Linked DNA regions of Astyanax mexicanus: region 2 is linked to region 1. The links are chromatin contacts, called in public Hi-C maps. All regions are on one chromosome and are shown on one strand. Each heading gives the region's core, a stretch centred on a gene start, on an enhancer-like site or on the middle of the called end of the contact. The rest is flanking DNA. Distances are from core to core; before and after follow the strand shown. Region 1 overlaps zbtb16a (zinc finger and BTB domain containing 16a). Region 2 holds the start of zbtb16a (zinc finger and BTB domain containing 16a).

Region 1 (6,937 bases), core at 3,435-5,934:
AAAAAAGAGAGAGAGAAAGTTTTGTCCAGAGATTATGGACTCCTGTAGACTCTGCGATTCATACATGGCGAAAAGGAGCCAGCAGGAATCTCCCAATCCGCCAGCGTCCAAGCCAGAGATGTGTCGTATCTTCCCACTACAATGAGACTCATCCTGTGTTGAACAAGCATTAGCCCCCCTCTCGAATCTGATTGTATTGTATCTCAAATACTAATGGTCATAGTTAATTAGCAAGCATGGAGGAGGTGAGGTGAGATGCGATGGGGGTGGCGGCGTTGGCGATGGTGGTGATGGTGGCGGTCGAGGGGGGAGGTTGGGGTGCGTGAAGTACAGGAAAATCTTCTGCTTTGATAAAAGAGAAAAAAAATGTCAGCACACACAGGGAGACGCTTTTGTGATTGAGTTTCCCACCTTGAAGTATCCCTGTAATGGATTAACCCCTGTGCCATGAGTGGCTGAATAGAAAAGGATTCACTAGAGGCGCAACAGCGAAGCTCCACAATGGACCGGGCTCCTTTTGTTCCCTCGGCGTTTGGAGTAAATCTCCCCCCCTGTAATTAGATTTGAGCTGTTTGCAGACATCTCAAAAGTGATCGGTATAATGCATATAAAAAAGTGAACCCTTTAATTTACAGTGCAAATACCTTTCCATTAGCAATGGAGGGATTTGGCTTTGTTCGCACAATCCCCCCCTCCTTCCTAAACCCACCCCACTACAAAAAGAGAGTGTGGGGAACGGAGGAAAGAAGGAAAGAGGAAAAAAAATACCCTCTTCTGTTACTTAATTGTGAACGCCAAGATTAGTGCGAACACTTCCAACCTTTCACCTCAAACAAAGGAGCGATCAGGTCCCGTTGCCTAGTGACATGGTTTTCACGTTGGCCAATTTAGATGGGCAGTTGGCTCTAGCTACCTGTATGTACCCCATTCCACTGATGGAGTAACAGTGGCTCCATAATCATAGGGGATGTGTTAATAATGCTCACTCACCTCGTCAAAGAAGAAACTCCACAAGAACAAATCTGACTTTCATTCTTTTTCTCTCTCTCTCTCTTTCTCTGATGGCTGGAGTTGGGTTGGCAACTCAGATGGGAGCCATTACGCCATGGAGGCTCGCCCTTATCAGTTAATAGCAGGTTTCCAAGGACCAGGATTGTTTTTGATAGATGACACCTGGTCAGTCACTCACCACTTGCACAAAGCAGAAGAAATGAAATGCCTGCTTAGATAAGCTATCGCTAAAAAATCCCCATCTATTGATTGCCCAGCGCTCATAAAAGCTGAGAGAGGCTGCGAGAGTTAATCTTTCCCACTGTGCTCTGAGCTTCTAAGACACTTGGTCTGTGTTCAAGTAAAATTGGCCGTGTTTGGAGAGCATGACTCTGAGGGAGTTATGTGTGTTTGTGTAGGAATTAGCACCAATATTTAGCTTTATTTGTATCCACCACTTGAAACTTGAAACTAAAACTTACTGACGATGTTTTTTTTTTTATTCTACTGTGTTTAACTGATGATGTATTTTCTGTTGAATACATAAAGTTACTGCACTGAGAGCTGATTAACACCATGTTTCCAAGTTCATATATTTACACTCAACTCACATAAACTAATGAAATAAATTAAATTGTCTTGCATCACAATGTTTGGCAATGTTTATAGCCATACTTCTGGGTTAAAACCTTAAGGCGGCAAAACATGAACAATTGATTGGTTCTTTTAAAATGCGTAGTTACAGGAGTATCACAAAAAATTCGAATATCATTGAAAAGTTATTTATTTTATTGTTAATGATTATGGCTTACAGCCAATGAAAACCCAAAAATCAGTGTCTCAGAAAATTAGAATATTATATAAGACCAATTGGTACTTTTGACAGTGTGGGCAGTGTGCCAAGTCCTGCTGGAAAATGAAATGGACTTTATTTCCAAATGAAAAGCAACATTTTCTCAGTGATGTTTTGGAGAGACATGTCATCTGCTGGTGTTGGTCCAATGTGTTGTATAACAGGTCCAAAGTGCTTCCCTCTGCTGGCAACTTTTATGGTGATGCGGATTTCATTTTCCAGCAGGACTTGGCACACTGCCCACACTGCCAACAGAACCAATTGGTCTTATATAATATCCTATTTTCTGAAATACTGTTTTTTGGGGTTTTGATTGGCTGTAAGCCATAATCAACAACAATAAAATAAATAAAAGCTTAAAATACATCTGTATTTTAAGTTTAATGAACCCACACTTAATGTAAAGGTTCTACACCAATTAGAATTAAAACCACAAGTCAAAGCCAAGAACCAGAAGAGTAGTAACATACATCTATCCGCAGCTATCAATCCAATTTAGAGAAAAGGAAAGAGAGGAATGAGGAATGTTGAGTTGAATTCTAAGGGCCCCTCCACTCAGGAGTGGGTGTCCGTTTACAGTCCGGCTCAGTGGGCAGGCCGCGTGGCCCAGCGCTGACCACTGGCCCTGGAATGTGATTGATTATGTGGGATTTGTGCCATTGAGAACCTTTCAGCGGCTCCAGGGGTTACGGGGTCATCTCATCCGCAAATCGGCTTTCTTTTGTACAGTGAGGGTCTGGAGAAGAGCCGCACAAAACCCTCCTTTTTCCTCCTTCTTCACCCTGGGAAAGTGGGGGAAGGGACTGTCAATTAAACAACTTTTCTGTCTCTCTCTCTTCCTCTCTTTCGCACACATACTCTCTCTGTCTCTCTCCCTCTCTTTTGCCCGTCTTTAAAGAGCGAGTTGCTCTTAAATACGCCGGCTCGTTCCGTTTGAAAAGCATCAACATAAAATCTATTGAACTAAAACGGGCAACTGAAGCACGAGTTATAAGGCTGTAAAATGTCTCCGATTTTTGCTCAATAAAGAGAACAATGATGTTAGTGCATATTAAAACCTCCGTCTGCTTTATTGCTCCGCAGTTATTAAAGAAATGTTTAACTTATTAAAGAGATGGCAATAACAGCAGCTTCCTTTGGAAAATTCGGCTCAATATACTGTATGAATATGGAAATGTGGAAGGGCGAACTGTGGTTGTTTTAATCTGAGCTCTAATCTGTTTGTGTGATGCTGGAGAAGGAACCAGTTTTGCTTCCCTAAAGAACCTTTCTGAGCGTGGATTCTTTAAAGAGACACTGTTTTAAATACAATTTAGCTTTTAGTTTAAAGAACATTTTATAAGGCGTAAATAACAAAAAAAAAAATGAAAATAGCACTTTTAAGGTGTGGATAAGTTAAAAAAAAAAAAAAAAAATACCAAGAAAGTTTTGGAAAAGCCATGGAAATTTGGCTATTTTGAGCTAACAAAAACATCAGCACAGAGTTAATTCAGTAATTTAACCCTACACAATGGAGCTCTCAGGATCTGATACACATTTTATCATTAAATATTGTGTGTCATTCATTTTAGACCTACTATAATCAGTTTTGATTATAGATTTAGTTGATATTTGGTTTTATTGTCCATGTCTGCACTGTTTAAAAAATGTGTATGGTCATGAAAATTTGCCTTGAAAGCATGGAGATGCCACGAAAAAATAATAAATGTATTGTTTAAACAGTGAATGAACCCTGTTATATAAATAAAAATGTTTTTTTTTTTGTTTGTTTTTTTTGTCCAAAAAAAAATCTGGCCAAGAAACTTGTTGTAGATGCTTTACTTGGCCTGATAAGTGTATTTATGAAAATAATGCACCATTCAACTGTCCAAATGCTGTCCATGACTGTTTAACCATTTTTCTTAATATTGTATGTAATAATGTAATAACATGTAAGAGAAGAATAAAATTAAATGCATGAGCGAAGCCACTGTTTTACATGCAGTATTTTAGAGTAAAGAACCTTTTGTTAGGCATAAATAAACTTTTTGTAGATTCTTTGCTTGGTCTGATGGGTGTATTTAGGAAGATACTGCAACATTTAACTGTCTAAACCCTTTCCAAACAATGTTTAACCATTTTAGTTTCTGGTCAAAATCTACACAATGACCACTACCCATCCCCCTTTTCTAAAAGAGAGAAAAAAGATAATTGGTTTAATACAACAAATAAAGGGTTTTTGGCCAAATATGGACTGGCCAAGCACTTTTGAGGTTCTTTGCTTGGACTGATAAATGTTTTTATGAAGATAATGCACCATTCAACTGTCTAAACCCTGTCCAAACCCTGTACACATTTTAGTTTCTGGTCACAATCTAGGATACACTGACCACTACCCCTCCCCCTTCTCTAAAAGAGAGAAAAGAGAATTGGTTTGGCAATTTGCTGATCTTTGACAAGTGAGGCAAAGCCACCATTAGCCACCCTGCCATGGAAGCCTTTGATGTGTGGTCAGTCAGGCCTCAGGATGACGGTGCAGTTCAGAATATGTGCTGGCTCTTGGCCCTCAGGGGCCAGTCTTTGTGGTCAGCGGACCTGGATTATACTTTAACCCCGAGGAAGGTCTCTGGGCAGGGTGAAAGGCCAGTGATCTTTAAAAAGAGAGAGAGCGAAAGAGAGAGAGAGAGAGAGAGAGTGAGAGAGAGTAAGCCCTTTCCCTTCAGTCTGGAATGCAGTATCTTCTACCCAGCAGCCTCAGCGGTCAGGGGTCTCTCCCCCCTCCACCCCACAGTGAGAAACATTCACCTAAATTCTGTAAAGAATGTCACTTTGGGCCGGAGCTGCCCTGAGCCTCACTCTCACTCGGCAGTGCTCCGCAGAGACGCGTCCTGTAACAAACAGATGATGCTGTCCTGCTGGAGTACATTCCTCATGTGAATGTGAGAAGCGCAGGGCTCATCAGTTCCAGACTGAGTCATACACAAACCTCCAGCTCTCTACAAATGATCTGATGTCTAGCCTCGCTGTACGTCTCGCTCCTTGCACTGAAAAATACAGGTGCCAAAAGATATGTTTTTTTTTTTGTAGGGCTGGGTGATATAATGAGGTTATCATTATCATGATAAATAACTGCGATATTTTTAGTATGGTTACCATTGAAAATTTATATATATAGAATACAGAAGTAAATCCATGGTGTAAACACATAAAATAAGACATTTAAAACAGTTTTAAAGAGTCTTTAAAAGCAAATAGCAACAGCAAATGTGGCCTGATCGTTCAGTAACACTTTACAATAAGGGTCACATCACAGTATTAACAGCAGTAACAGACATTGAGAAATGGTTAAGTATTGTCAAAAGTAATTATTAATTGACACAAATTAACACATTATTAAATAATACTAACTCATTTTCTTAATGCTTAAGAATGTTGTAAATAACAATAATGAAATAAGACATTTATTAAAAAATGTTATAATGAATAATAATGTCCAATTAAAAATTAGTTGAGAGATACGGTCATAACATTCCCATAGAACCACCACATTTAAAAGAAATGGACAAAAAATTGTTTTTTTTCCCTCATTTTTATTATTTTACAGTGTATATATATATATAGTATATAGCATGATAATGAAGTGTTGCATCAGGGGAAAGCTTGAGAATGCTGACATCTGTATAAGTTGTGAGGTGCTATCTTGTGAGTGAGGGGTGTAAGAATATATATATATATATATATATATATATATATATATATATATATATATATATATATATATATATATATTTGCATTATAGTATCAATTTACAAAAAACAAAGTATTGGTATTTAATTATTAGTTAAAGGTTAGTAAAGATTGGTTAGACGGACAGTGGTTCATTTTGTGCTGTGGTTTAAAGCTGCTCACTAGATGGCGTACTGTATCTTTAGAACACATTGTTCGGATTACATGAAAAGTAAAGTCTTTTTTTAAAGATTTTATAAATGTTTTAATACTATAAGAGTTTTCTTATATTGTGTTACTTACAGTATTGCAATATATTGAAATAGATTAGATCGTATATACTGCAATATTAAGTTTTTGCCATTACCCAGCCCTGTGTGAATTATGGCAGTTTGAGTTAGGTCTGATTTAGTGGATTTTGAATGAATGGGATGTTCAGTCCCAGTGTCACCTGTGTACCGCCATCATAAAAGGCTACTATTACCTCCCACAGTGGACAGCTCAGTGGTGGGTAATGGTTGTGACCTGTGGTGTCGGGCTAAATTGACTCTGGCTTAAAGCACATCAACATTAAATGCAAAAGACAATACACACACATCACATCATGTGATTGTGTGCAAGGTTTTTATTAGCTTTCGTGGGATGTGACAAAAGTCATGGGACATGATACTGACTGTTGAGCTTCTGCAGTGCATTTTAGATCCGAGATAAAATAAACAGTCAGTCAGTCAGGAGAAATCAGTCAAGAGAAATATGGAAATGTAATCATTATGTTTGAAGATGACAAATTTAAAGAATCTAAATGATTCTTTAAATGCAAAATATATTCATTTCTTGCACGTCTGCTTTTTTCCCTCTATCCCACCATTAATAAAACAGCATTTTGAATCTTTAAATTGAGATTGATTTGTGTTAAATGAGCAGCTCTATTTGTTTTCAGGCCTCGTGTGCATGTCTGTACTGAGGCTGGTCATTTGAGGTCTTTTCTGCTCTCTGCTTTGGTCAGGCTCGTGTGGTCATCACCGCAGCAGACAGAGGTCAGACAAGCTAACATAGCTCCCCCTGCTGGCAGACCGTGCGTCAGTGCACTCACTGGACCCTTCCAGACAGTCTGTCCTTTCTTAAAGCATCTTCCTTTCACTATTTTTATATATTGTTAGGTGAATTTTAAGCTTTAGTTCTGAGTAGATGTGTTGTAACTTATTCACACATCAAAATGTGGTGTAAATCATTTTATAATGTCAAATTATAAATTTTAATTGTTTACTAGGTTAGTAGTACCTCGTGCAAAACTTCATGCAAAATGTGCATACTTACTCAGTATAGCTGTAATGCTTTATTGTGTGCAATATCCAATTCATTATGTCTACTGTGATCTCTTCATCACC
Region 2 (7,257 bases), core at 2,628-5,127, 130 kb before region 1:
TGTCTCAGGCCGTCCGCAAGCAGGGGGGTGGTGGTAGTACAGGAGCAAATCCAACCAAGGTCAGAGGTAGAGGTCAGAGGTCACGGGGGGCAGGCCCCACGTCCTGAGACACCAGCAGGATTATATGAGAGGAAAAAGAAGCTATTCAGGCCGGGATCTGGGCATGATTCTGAAAGATCAGCTGCTGCCTGCGCGTACGCTGCCCTCTGTAATGTGTGAAAGCTTAAGGAGCGGTGAAGGCACGGCCTGCCTGGCAGCATGTTCTTGTCTGGAGCGTGGTCATCACTAATGAACTCAGACTGGCCCTGATGTGAAACAGCAGAGAGAGCTTATTTACTGGACTGTCCCTAATATGCCACTCAGTCTTGGGGTGTGTTGGGAAGCATGTGTGCTGTACAGAGCTTGAGGGAAGTGGGAGAGCACACTGTAAGCCCGGATAAGTTAAATTTAGTTAAAAAAATTCAGGAGACCGGTTGAATTAAAAACGTTAAGTAATGGGTAACGAAAAGCTAACGAAAAGTTAGCATTACTTAGAACATCAAGTTATTACAACTAAAGGAAAAGTTGATTTAACTTTTTTATTTTTGTTATACTGTAAGACCAGATAAGTTGAGTTTACTTACCTTTTTTAAGGCAGCTGGTTTGCTCAATTTTTTTAAGTAATGGGGAATGAAAACTTGAGTTAACATAAATTAAAACATCAAGTTATTACAACTAAAGGGGAACTTGCTTTATTTCTAAGGTAGCCCAGGGAGAATCACTACACATGGACTGTGACAGAAGCCGATGAAAAAGAAGCTGTTACTGGCAACAGACTAAACTCAGTTATTATAAGTTGGTTCAGCTCAAAGATCTCAGTTTGAATAGTACAGTATATGTGCCCACAAATGTTCAACTAACTCGAAATACTAGTGTGTTGATTAGAAATATCCAATTTTATTTGAAACAAACTTAAATCATGTAAAAATGGTTTTACAGTGTAGAGGGACAGGGCAACAAAAAGCTTTAAAAATAGAAAAAAGAAATTTGTATATACAGCTCTGGAAAAACATAAGAGACCACTTAAAAATGATGAGTTTCTTTGATTTTACCTAATTGAAAACCTCTGGAATATAATCAAGAAAAAGATGGATGATGCACCAGGGGTGGCATAAAGTTATCCAAAAGCAGTGTGTAAGTCTGGTGGAGGAGAACATGATGCCAAGATGCATGAAAACTGTGATTAAAAAACAGGGTTATTCCACCAAATATTGATTTCTGAACTCTTAAAACTTTATGAGTATGAACTTGTTTTCTTTGCATTATTTGAGGTCTGAAAGATCTGCATCCATATTTTTTGTTATTTCAGACATTTCCTGTTCTCTGCAATTAAATGCAGAGTTGTCTAGAGCTTTAGTATCAATCTGGAAATTTTCACTAGTAAATTATCTAGTAAAAATTATCACTAGTAAAAAGAAAGTAGATTACATGTTATTTATAGTGAAATATGGATTAAATATTGTCTCTCTCTATCTTTCTTACACACACAAGTACAAACACACACACACACATACACACACAGCTGCTGGCCGTTTACACACATTTTTTTCCTCAGTGATTTAGCAGATTAAAAGTTTCAAATATAAAAATCATCAAAATGCTCTGAGATAATGTAATAAAAAAGTAAAAAAGGTCTGTTTGCCACGCATGATCCCTTGATCCCACACAACACTTATTAATATTTTTCCATCTCCTATAAATACAGGTAAGTAACATTTTTAGGAGCATTTTAACCTTTTTAACCAATTTTTGTATGTGATATCAATAGTGTAAACATACACAGACAATGCTTATTTATTGTATCTATGCTTCCCTCTACCAGTCAAATATTCTCAGTGCCACTGGCTGTGACACAAGCATGTATGATCACAGTTGGCAATGTGTTCTTTTCGTGCAATGCTCTTTTTTTAACTTTTAAACTAAACCATCCACCTGAATTGTTTCCAAAATGCTTTATTTAAAAATGCATGGAGTTAAATTGTCTGGTAAAGACACAGAAATAAAAGAGTTTTATGACTCTTTCTTTTATGAGAATAATGAATAATGCACAATAACTGCAGTTAATATATGTATATAATATATACGTGTGCTTGAACTGTTGTGCACTGTAGAGCAGGAGCTGGTGGAGTGCTGCATCTGCCTGGATGAAATTCCTCTGCTTGCTCCTGCCTCGTACGTCTGATGATAATAGTAGACTATAATAATTTCTCTCTCATCTTGCTCTTCCCTGCTAAAATGGGGATTAAGTGGAGATTATGGCAGTGCCTTTTTCTTTATCCCTCTGTAAGCCAGCGGAGCATGCAGCTCAGAGGTGACGGTGCACTGTGTGATCTCCTGTCCTGCAGACATGAACTGTACCGGGGCCTGAGAGACCCTCCACTGTAGCTGACCCTCCGCTCTGAGTTTCAGCAGCACTGAGCACAGCTGGAAGAGTCTCAGAGCTCTGATATGAAACAGGTGGGAAAGATAGAGGAGACTGTGATGCTTCATAAAGCCTGTGGTGTCTTCAACATGTACATTAAACTCCTCTCACTGTGGTCAGATAAGTGGGTGGAGCTTAATTTCTCCTCAGAAAGCTCTGAAGATGATTTGCAGCTCATCATGAGCTCAGGAAAAAAAATATTATTATTAATATTATTATTATTATTATTATTTCTTTATTTTTTATAATGGAACTTTATTTAGGACCCACCACAAACTAATTCATTTATTTATTTATTTACTTAGTTACTTAGTTAGATATTTAGTAATTTATTTATTTTTCCTAAATTAAGAGTATATTATTATTATTATTATTAGTAGTAGTAGTAGTAGTAGTAGTAGTAGTAGTAGTAGTATGGACCTTTGTCCAAAGATACTGGTTACGTTTGCCACCCCCCCCCCCCCCCCCGCCCCCCAAAAAGATGAACAGGTGACTTTTTATTTAATTATTGTTATATATTATTATGATTATTATTCTTGTGACCAATGAGTCTGGTCCTGCTGTGACCCTGACCAGGAAAAATCTAAAATCTGAACATATCTTTATGATTTGATAATTATTATGCTGATTCATGTTACTACTACTACATTTTTATTTATTCATTCATCTATTTTTATTAGTAGCAGCTCTAGAATTATTACTCACATGCTGTAGTATTATTAGTAGTAGGAGACATACAGTGGACACCCCTTTTAAACATTCTGTAATAATTATAATAATAAAAGCTCCTATTTACTTAATTATATTATATATTAATTATATTATTATATAATAAAGATTGCTTAAATGCTGTTTTTCAATCAACATTTAAAAAGATAAACGATTATTCAATGTGTAATGATGCACCATTTGCATATGAGGGGATGTTTAATGATAGTTTTAAATTTTGTTTTTCAATCATCAACATTCAAACATGTAATGCAACCAAAAAATAAATGTTTATCAAATATGTCAGAAAGCACCATTTGCATATGAGGGGATGTATAATAAATGTTGTTTAAATGTTGTTTTTCAATCACCATTTTAAAAAGATAAACGTTTTATTCAATTTGTCAGAATGCACCATTTGCAAAAGAAGAGATGTTTAATAAAGGTTGTTTAATGTTGTTGTTTTTTTACAGATCATCAACACCGAAAGATGTAATGCAATGCAAGCAAAAAAAGTATGAACGTTTAATCAATGTTCTTTGCTATGCAAGGTTTGACTGACAGCAAAGATTGACTCTGTTGCGCAGAAGCCCCTCTAGGTGTCGCGCTCTCGCAGCGTCTCGCGGCTGGCCGGGACTCGGAGCTCGCTCGCTCGCTCGCGCGCGCGCACGCTGACGTCACCGCGGCGTTGATTTGCTGAGGCGGCGGCGGAGCGGAGTTAGAGCGCGAGAGCGCGGCGCGCGACCTGCCTCACTATGATCTAGAGCCGGTCAGCGCGCACTAGCAGAGAGCGGACAGAGCCCGCGCGGAGAGTCAGGTGAGTGCACGCGGCGCGGAAACAAACACAAACATGCACATGCATACATACAAACACATGCACACACAAACACGCACACTCGCGAGCGCGCGCGCGTGCAGAGGGAGAGAGAGAGTGCTGCTGGATACTTTTCTGCTACTGTTTGTTACTGTGTTTGTTTGTGGAGCACGCGCTGGTTTAAAGCACGCCGGAGCTCGCGCGTCTCGGGGGGATGAAAGGAGCCGCGTGCTCCGCTCTGTTTAGAGGAGGAGAGGAGGAAAGGTAAGCGAGAGAGAGAGAGAGAGAGAGAGAGAGAGAGAGTGTGTGTGTGTGTGTGTGTGTGTGTGTGTGTGTGTGTGTGTGTGTGTGTGTGTGTGTGTGTGTGTTGTATATATGAGCACCTGCTGGAGCTCCGGGGCTCCGGGTTGATTGTACCGGGCCACATGCAGGGATGTTGTGTTGACGTAAGCGGGCGGCTCGAGCGAGGGGGACGAGCCTCCATCCAGCCTCCAGCCTGCACGAGCTCCCTGCCTAAACTCACTGTCTGTCTCTCTCTGTCACACACACATGCACGAGCGCGCACGCTCTGTCCAAACTGTTGCACCACCACTACTACTAGCACCAGCAAAACCACTCTGTCTGACTGTAAGTGTGCCTGTCTGTCTGTCTCTCTCACTTACTGTCTGTCTTTGTGTCTCTCTCTTTATAAGTGTGTCTGTGTGTGTCTATCTGTCTGCTTCTCTCTGTCTGCCTTTCTGCCTGTCTCACTCTCTATCTCCATTTCTATTCCTCTCCCTACCTTCTCGCCTGTCTCTCTCCCTCTCTATTTCTATGTCTGTCTTTCTCTCTGTAAGTCTCTCTGTCCCTCTCTTTCTGTCTGTCTCTCACTGTCTGTCTTCCTCTCCGTCTTTCTCTCTCTACTTGCCTGTCTTATTCACTATCTCTATTTCTATGTCTGTAGTTCTCTCTGTAAGTATCTTTATATCTCTCTTTCTGTCTCTATCTCTCACTGTCTGTCTATATCTGTCTCTGTCTATCCCTCTCTTTACCTGCCTGCCTGTCTCCTTCTATGTATTCATATGTCTGTCTTTCTCTCTGTAAGTCTCCGTGTCCCTCTCTTTCTGTCTCTGTCTGTCTGTTACTGTCCACTTTCTCTCTCTGTGTATCTGTCTCTCTTAATCACCAACTGTCTGTCGGTCTCTCTCTGTGTCTGTGTGTCTCTATCTCTATGTCTGTCTTGCTGCCTGTCTCACTTTCTATCTCCATTTCCCTGTCTCATTTACTATATATATTTCAATGTTTATATTTCTCTCTGTAAGTCTCTGTGTCCCTCTCTTTTTGTCTCTGTCTGTCTGCCTTTCTCTCAGTCTCTGTCCCTCTCTACATATTTAGAACAGAGCCGGTCAATCTGTATTTCTCTCTGTCATACTGTTTCTCTTTTTCTCTTTCTGCCTCTGTCTCTCTTTCTCTACCTGTCTGCCTGTCTCTCACTCTCCTTTTCTCTTTATATGTCTGTTTCTCTCTTTCTGTCTCATTCCCTCTCTGAACATATTTGTCTGTGTTTCTCTCTAAACTGAGCCTGTCTGTCTCTCTGAATGTATTTCACTCTGTAAGAGATGTTTCTGTCCCTCTTAATATTCAAGAGGCAAAGAAGCTTTATTAAGCATTACAACAATAAAAACTGCCTCTTACTCTCTGTCTGCATCTCTCTTTTTTCTCCTTACCCCTTCTTCTTTCTCTCTGTCTCTCTCTCTCTGTCTTTAAATGAGCATGTATGTCTTTCTCATTAAGTCTGTCTCTATCCCTCTGTCTGTGTCTGTCTCACTCTGTCTATCTGTAGTTGCTGTAAGTTGAAAGTCACGTTAATGACGCTCTGGTGGCTAATCAATTGATAGGGACAGTCAATATAATCGATAGCACGTCAGATTAGTGTTGAGGTTAGAGGCAGGCGTGCAACAGCGTGGTGCTGTGTACTCGGGTACTGTAGACTTCATCATGCTTTGCTTACCGTTTGCATGCATACCGTTTAAAACGCTGCGTAATTTCTGCGTAGCGCTGGTGGATGCACTTTACGCAGCTATTGATCAGGCTGCGCCTTCGGTGCGTTACCTAATTTAACAGCATGCATGCACACCCCGCGCACGCGCGTGCTCGCTCACTGTAGATGTACATAGTGTGTATATATATCTATCTATATAGATAGATATATCTATCTATATAGATATAGTTGTAACTTTTGGCTGTTCACTATGGGTGCAGCAGCAGAGAGCGCACGGCGAGCAGTGTCCCGCGCGCTGCACTGGCGAGACGAGGCTGTCTCTCAGTCTCGCCGCCCTGTTGCTGCCGTTCACGTCCTACCCAGGAACATCAGCGTCTCAGCAGCCCCGCAGACAGACACACATACAGACAGACATTCCGTGCTTCACATAAAGGCTTCTCTCTGTTGAATTACAATCGGGACCCAGGCGTTTTGGAGCGCGTTACGCACGGGCGAGCTCGTTACGCACGGTTCCCATGTGTGCTCCCAGCCTCTGAGCGCTCCCAGCTTTTGCAGACAGACACACGGCGTGTAGAAACAGTACAGAGAGAGACAGAGACAGATAAAGAGACAGACAGACAGACACAGGCATGCGTAAACGTAAGAGTGAGACTGTCCCTGTGCGCCCAGACGTGGACTGTGTTTTGGAGACGCTAGGTTTCAGTGAATGAGTGCCTGTTGAAATTTGAGGTTGAGACTGTCTTCTTGCTTGGACGCGATCAGGAAGGGGGGGTGCACATTCATTTGTATGCCACGCGCTTCCCTTCCTGCTTTAATTCTCAGGAAAAGTGACTGAGCTGGTGATGATGAGCCACCTGTATATGGAGAAACTTGCATTGCTTGTTTTGCCTTTATTAATACACATTCATATATATATCTCAACATTTTTATATGCAATATATGGTGGTGTTGAGAAACTTGCATTGCCTGTATTATTGCTTATATTAATACATACTCATGTATAAGAAGATAGAAATCTTTTAGACTATGTAAGTTACATAGATCTACTATTAAGAGTATTACTACAGAACACAATAAAGCATTCTGCATTAGGGCTGGGCAATATGTGATATATAGAAATATCAATATTTTTATAGACTTGTATAAAATATTCAAAATGACTATCGTAATATTGCTACACAACTTGTAGTATGTCTACAGTGTATGATTTAATTCCAAAATTTTATTTAATTAAAAAAATATATGTATATCGGTTGTTTGTGTGGAAATTTATGTTGTAGAAAGTTCATAATT

Evidence for each region. A called contact is a pair of places that touch in the nucleus more often than the background predicts.
Region 2: a Hi-C map of muscle shows a contact between it and region 1, with 18 times the contacts expected there. The contact joins the promoter of zbtb16a here to the enhancer-like site in region 1. A contact is called at or near these places in 2 of 3 Hi-C or Micro-C datasets (both in muscle).

What each region holds. Positions count from the first base shown.
Region 1 is chr17:7,377,713-7,384,649 of AstMex3_surface, reverse strand. All of the region lies in intron 5 of zbtb16a (zinc finger and BTB domain containing 16a), which reads left to right. Among protein-coding and RNA genes, the nearest start is that of htr3a, 97 kb to the right of the region's middle. Within about 2 kb of position 4,684, the one cell type or tissue checked has an H3K27ac peak away from gene starts, as active enhancers do.
Region 2 is chr17:7,511,170-7,518,426 of AstMex3_surface, reverse strand. It overlaps zbtb16a (zinc finger and BTB domain containing 16a), which reads left to right and starts at 3,877. Exons shown (of 8, transcript XM_049466533.1): 1 at 3,877-3,986.